Regions from separate parts of the Oryctolagus cuniculus genome. Here region 1 is linked to region 2. Evidence: chromatin contacts called from public Hi-C data. All regions are on one chromosome and are shown on one strand. The core of a region is the stretch at or near the end of the contact, and the rest is flanking DNA. Distances in the headings are between cores, read along the strand shown.

Region 1 (3,265 bases), core at 482-2,981, 170 kb before region 2:
CACAGCACAGCGCCGGCCCCAGGGGAGGAGTCTTCTTGTCTGCACCCTGGCAGAGTCCTTGCTGTCACTCCCCCTCATGAAGACTTTTCTCCCTGAGGCAGTGAAGGCGTTGCAGAACTCTGGCAGGAGGAACTGCCACCCGCACCCTGGGAGTGCCACGTGCGTGGCTGCTCCCTCTCCTGATGGTGTGGCTGCGATGGCCCCTGTGGGGGACACTTCACAGAAACCACAGAAGGGGAAAGTGGCCCCTTGGGTCAGCACGGAGGCCGCGACAGCTCCCGGCCTGCCTGTTCCCCTGGGGCCGCAGCTTCCCTCCATCCTCGCCCTGGAAGGGTTGGCTCCAGGGCTACAGCGTTTAGGATGGGAACACGTTCCCTCCCGGGCTGCCCTCCGGAGGTGTGCGGGAGCACGCGTGTGCTGTCTGAAGCCAACAAGTCCATGATGGTTGGTGACAGGTGCCAGAGGAACCCAATGCCCCAGCAAGTGTGTGTGCCCATTCCACACCGACTCAGTGATGGGTCCGTGCGTGTTTCCTGAGCCCCTGCTGCATGCACCCCCCGTTCCCGGGTACAGTAAGGCCGGATCAGAGAAGAAAGCGCCATTGCCTGAGCCGACAGCCTTTGTCCTAAGGAGCGCTGCACTCGGGACTCTTTCTGATGGGAGCTCATCAACACTCAGCACCGGTAGGTGAGTGATACCACCACCATCTTAGAGACACAGAAGCCAAAGTTCAAGCAGGCTCAAGTAACTTTCTCTAAGACTTCTTCATTTATTTGAAAGGCAGAGTGAGAAAGAGATCTTCCATCTGCTAGTTTGTTCCCCAAGAAGCCGCAACAGCCAGGGCTGGTCCGGGACAAAGTCAGAAGCCTGGAGCCCCACCCAGGCCTCCCGTGTGGGTGGCAGGGGCCCTAGCACTTGGAGCAGCCTCAGCTGCCTTCCCAGGGGTGTTAGCAGGGAACTGAAACAGAACTGGAGTGACTGGGACTCAAGCAAGCACTCAAGTATGGGATAATGGTGTCACAAGTGCCGGCTTAACCCACTGCGCCACCCCTGGCTCAAAGAACTTGTAGATGTCAGAGGCAATTAGAACCCAGGCCCACAGCTCCCCTGTCCCAGGGCACAGCCTCCCTCCCTGGGGCACGTAAGGAAGCTGGGCCATGGCCCAGCACGGACAGAGGCGACCATCTGCTGTCCAGGTCCTGCCTGCCTTCTGCCTGGCACAAGCCTGCTCCCCGCTTCCCGCCTTGCCCTGACTTCTCCCTCAACAACCGAAACCCTGGGCCATTGAATTGGCACTCCATGCCAGGCACAAAGCTAGCCTGTAGGGGGCGTGTTCTCTGGCCAGTGTCTGCAGCCTGTGGTGCCAGGGGGCTCGGCTGTCTAATGCCCCACCTCCACTACGACCTGTCCCTCCCTGGCCCTGATGTGGGCAGTTCCCCTCCACGCCTTCCGTGTTTGCAAAAATATGTCAGCCAGCAGGCACTGTGCTCAGCACCCCTGCACCCTGGTCTGAGGTGCCTGCAGCAGATTCTGAATCCTTCCAGAACTCTCTGTGCGGCCCACATGACACTGCAATGCAATAGGGACACTCCAAATTCCATCTTCTTCAGGAACAGAACCATCCATTTTTAGCTGGAAGACTACAGTTCCCAGAATCCCTTGTGCTTGGGTGTGGCTATGTGGCCGATTCCTGGGAGCAAATGGGAAGAGCAGACCCTCCTTACAGAAGGCGGAAGCACCTCCCCCCGCCTCCTCTCCCCTTTCCTCCCTTCTGTGTGGCAAGGAGACACTGAGGTGAGCCGTCTTGGATTGCATCATGCGCAGGACAGAGGAGCTCCAGTCACAGACGCCAAAGCAAAGCAGTGCGGTGCCTGGGCGCTGGCTGGCTCAGAGAGGAACAGGGTGCCGGGAGCAAGCCCCAAACCGGCAGCAGTAAGAGCAGTCGCCGTTCCGTGCCAAGCACAAAGCATGCATTATGTCGTTCAGTTCCGATAATAACCCTGGGTAAGATGCCACTGCTGCACACTTAGAGATGAGCAAACACCCGCTGAGAAAGGGTTCAGAGCCGACGTCCGGGAAGCAGCGGTGAGCAATCCAACGCCACTCGCACGAGGAAGACTGGCTTCTCAGTCACCGCGCCATTCCCGGAGCTCAGCCATCGCCATCCTAAGAACAAGCGCAGTTGTGACAGTTCTAGGTTGTTAACGATGGCTCATCAACTTAGACTCTCTTGCTACATCTGTGAGCAGGGTAGAGCCTGACCAACCGTCTCAAGCCCCAGTGGCTTTTGCCCATGGAAGCAGGCAAAGACCAAACCAGGAAGGCATACACATTACTGCAACAAAACGCTTCAAAATGTTCTAGATCGTTGCGCTTTATTTCCAAGGGCTTTGTGTGATCATTGAGGGTAACCGGATGGACCTAATCTAAGAGCTGGCGTCCCCGACTTGCACGTTCAGTGGCTTCTGTGCCCTCCAAGCAGTTACACGCGGTGACAAACAGCAGCAGAGTGACCCTGTGTGGACCCATCGCTTTGCTGAACCCCCTCAACTTCTCGAGGAAATGATGGAAATGGAGGCTTGCTCCCTCAGTTTCTGTTTGCTTTCTCTTCATTTTTAGCTTTTTATCTGGAAACTTAGAAATGTCTCCAGCAGGATCCGGTGCCATGGTGTAGCAGATTAAAGCCTCCGCCTGCAGTGTTGGCATTCCATATGGACGCCAGTTCGAGTCCCAGCTTCTCCACTTCCGATCCAACTCTCTCTCACTTTCTTTTTCTTTTCTTTTTTAAGATTTATTTATTTATATGAAAGGCAGAGTTACAGAGCAGAGACAGAGAGAGAGAGGGGTCTTCCATCCTCTGGTTCACTCCCCAGATGGCCACAACGGCCAGAGCTGAGCTGATCGGAAGCCAGGAGCCAGGGGCTTCTTCCCAGTCTCCCACATGGGTGCAGGGGCCCAAGGACTTGGGCCATCTTCTACTGCTTTCCCAGGCCACAGCAGAGAGCTGGATCGGAAGTGGAGCAGCCGAGGACTTGAACCAGCACCCCATGGGATGCCGGCACTGCAGGCGGTGGCTTTACCCATTATGCTACAGCACCAGCCCCTATCTTTCAAATAAATAAAATAAATATTAAAAAAAAAACACTCTTAATGAGTTAAAAAAAAAGTCTCCACCAATGAGTGCTTAGACCTTTGCCCCAGGGGGAAGTGGAGGTCAACAGCTGGTCCCCAGCTCACAGGCACCTTGTGGGGGGCGCATTCACTC
Region 2 (3,171 bases), core at 399-2,898:
CAGCTTTAGAAATATCTGTTGTTAGACCTAACAAAATTAGCCAAGCTGCTTCCCAGTACCATATGGGACACAATATTAGGCCCTGCTGGCCTTTTCCTGGGGGTTTCAAAGTTGGTTTGTTCTGTTGAAGATCCAAAAAGACTGCATTTTCATTTATTTGGTTGTTAAGTAATTTCTTCTTTTTTTATAGGTTTGTTTATTTGAAAGGCAAAATTACAAAGAGAGGGGAAGAGACAGAGAGAGAGAGAGAGAGAGCAAAAGCTCTTTCATCTGCTGGTTCACTCCCCAAGTAGCTGCAATGGCCAGGGCTGGTCAGCCTGGAGCCTGGAGCCTGGAGCTCCATTTGGGTTTCCCACAATGGTGCGGGGGCCCAGGCACTTGGGTCATCTGCTGCTGCTTTCCCAGGCACATTAGTGGGGAGCTGGGTCGAAATGGAGCAGCCAGGACTCAAACCGGCGTCCATGTAGCATGCTGGTGTCCCAGGTGGAGACAAACCCTACTGTACCATAGTGTCTGGCCCTGGTAATCTTTTCTCCTGTGCAGTCTGCCCTGTAGTCCTTTTTTTTTCTTCTTTAATATGCTGTTAATTTGTTGGGAAAGTCGGGTTGTTTATTCCCAGCTTGTTCCTCACTTCACTGGATTTGCTTCTTTTGGACATTGCTTAACTTGCTCCTCTGGGTCTCAATTCCTAGAAGTTTGGTTAGACTCAGGTTGAATTTTTTTTTTAGATAATAATATGTTGTAAGTACCACAGTCTTTTTTTTTTTTTTTTTAAAGATTTATTTATTTATTTGAAAGAGTTACAGAGAGGAGAAGAAACAGAAATAGAGAAAGAGATATCTTGCATCCACTGGTTCACTTTCCAGATGGCCACAGGGCTGGGCCAGACTGAAGCCAGGAGCCAGGAGCTTCTTCTGGGTGTCACATGTGGCTGCAGGGGCCCAAGGCGGGGGCTGTCTTCTGCTGCTTCCCCAGGTGCATTAGAAGGGAGCTGGATCAGAAGAGGAGCAGCTGGGACTCCAACTGGCACCCACTGGGATGCTGGCACTGCAGACGGTGGCTTAACTCGCTATGCCACAGCTCCGGCCCCGTCAGTCTTTGTGTATCACATCCTGAGGTACCTAATACCTGCTCATCCCACTTGAGTGATGCTAAGACTGAGTAATTGATTGAAGCACACGATGTTTTCAAAGGCAGCCATCTTGCTGTAGCAAAAGCCTGTAGAACAAGCTAATCATCCTTTGTGGACCTGTGTAGAGTACATAGCGACAGGTTTGTGATTGCTGTAACCCAGGTCCTCTGGGTGTTCTGAGCATCACTGTATGACCTCATTTATTTACACTACCTAGGAAAGCAGTTGCAGAATACCCTTGGCTTTGTGGCACACTGCTGATTTCCTCAGCTCAGCTCGCGACCTCTCTACAAGCACCTCCGCTGTTCGTGATAAATACGGGGTGGCTCTCCAGGAGCAGTGTTGCCCAGTCCTTCCTCTCCGAAACTCTTGTGGTACTTTTCAGAGTTCTGGTCTCTAGCAGCTTCCTCCACCCTGCTCATCTGAGGCTTCCTTGATAGAGACTGTGAGGGGAGGAGACGGTGCCACAGAAGTGTTGGCAGGATGAAACTCAGCACTGCGGAAACCATAGAGCCGGCTCCGGCCTGGACGCGTGCGTGCGTGCGCGCAAGGTGCCTCAGTCAGATGGAGCCGTTCGCCAGAGGAAATGCTTGACACAGTGGGATTGTAGGTCTCGCCTTGAAGGAGTTGGCAACCTTGCCTTCTGGAATGAGACTCTTCAGATTAGGTTACAGTTCTCGTTCTGCTCACTCGGCCTCCTGAGTGAAGTAAGGGGCCCGAGGAGGAGGAGGGAAGGAAAGACGTGTCTTTAAATGCTAAGAAGCGCACCCAGCGTTGACCGGGAGTGAGGAAGCAGGGTCAGCCCGGGACCCTCCACCTGCCACAGCCACCCGCCAGCATGCTTGGGCTTGCTCCCTCCTCCCTCCTGGCGGAATATCTGGCTCTTCCCTTTAAAACCACAGCTTCAGGTCTTCCCTTCTCTGCTCTGTCCCTCGTGTCCTTTGCCTGAGTTCCCTTCAGAGAGCCAAGGCAGCTCAGTGTCGCAGCAGCTTCCCTCCCGCCCCTCCCCGGCCGCCACTTTGGCTGTCGGCGCCTCTGCACCTGGCTGCCCTCCTGACATGCTTCTGTCTTGACTTCAGTGTCTGCCTCTAGCAGTCTCTCCTAACTGCACGAGGAGCATGCTTGCGGCCATGCACAGTGTTCAAGTCCGTGTCTGACGCGTCCTGAGAGATGGGAGGGTGTGTGCAGATACCGGCCGGCTCTGTGGCTCTGTCTCTCCAGCTGTGGTTTCTTGCCTGAATTCCAGTCTCCAAAATCCAGCCACTTCTTGAGCACTTTGACTTCTTACATAACTCAAGATGCGTTAATCCAAGCCTGCTCAACAAAGAACCTAAATTGCCCCACGCCCCGAGCCCACCATTTTTGCCAAACCTTGGTGTCTGACTCGACTCGGCGCTGTCTTGCTTCTGCTCAGCTCCCTGGGCCCAGCCGTCCAGGCATTCCCCACCAGTCCAGCCAGCTGGCTGTTCTCATGGATGCAGCCTTTGTTTAGGAAGCTGTCAATTCTTGTGTGGATGATTGTTCTCACTGTAGCCAGAGAGGTTTTTTTCTTTTCTTTTTTAGAGGTTTATTTATTTATTTATTTGAAAGGCAGAGTTATGGGGTAGGGGGAGGGAAGGAGAACAGGGAGAGGGAGAAGGAAAGAGGGGAAAGAGAGAGAAAGGTCTTCTCTCCACTGGTTCACTCCCCAGATGGCCTCAATGGCCAGGGCTGGGCCAGGCCAAAGCCAGGAGCCAGGAGCTACCTCCGTGTATCCCACATGGGTGCAGGGGTCTAAGCACTTGGGCCACCCTCCACTTCTTTTTTTTATTTTATTTTTAAGATTTATTTACTTATTTGAAAGAGTTACACAATGAGAAGGAGAGGCAGAGAGGGAGGGGTCTTCCATCCGCTAGTTCACTACCCAGTTGGCCGCAAGGGCCGGAGTTGAGCCGATCCAAAGCCAGGGGCCAGGAGCTTCTTCCAGGTCTCCCACACGGGTGCAGGGGCCCAAGGACTTGGGTCATCTTCTACTGCTTTCCTAGGCCATAGCAGAGAGC

The links. A called contact is a pair of places that touch in the nucleus more often than the background predicts.
Region 1: a Hi-C map of psoas muscle shows a contact between it and region 2, with 4 times the contacts expected there. The contact joins two enhancer-like sites. A contact is called at or near these places in 2 of 6 Hi-C or Micro-C datasets (ear pinna and psoas muscle).

Annotation. Positions count from the first base shown.
Region 1 is chr10:19,667,442-19,670,706 of mOryCun1.1, reverse strand. No RefSeq gene overlaps it. Among named protein-coding and RNA genes, the nearest start is that of ZNF532, 82 kb to the right of the region's middle. Within about 2 kb of position 1,731, at least 4 of the 8 cell types and tissues checked have an H3K27ac peak or open chromatin away from gene starts, as enhancers often do.
Region 2 is chr10:19,501,293-19,504,463 of mOryCun1.1, reverse strand. All of the region lies in intron 7 of ZNF532 (zinc finger protein 532), which reads left to right. Among named protein-coding and RNA genes, the nearest start is that of ZNF532, 84 kb to the left of the region's middle. Within about 2 kb of position 1,648, at least 2 of the 8 cell types and tissues checked have an H3K27ac peak or open chromatin away from gene starts, as enhancers often do.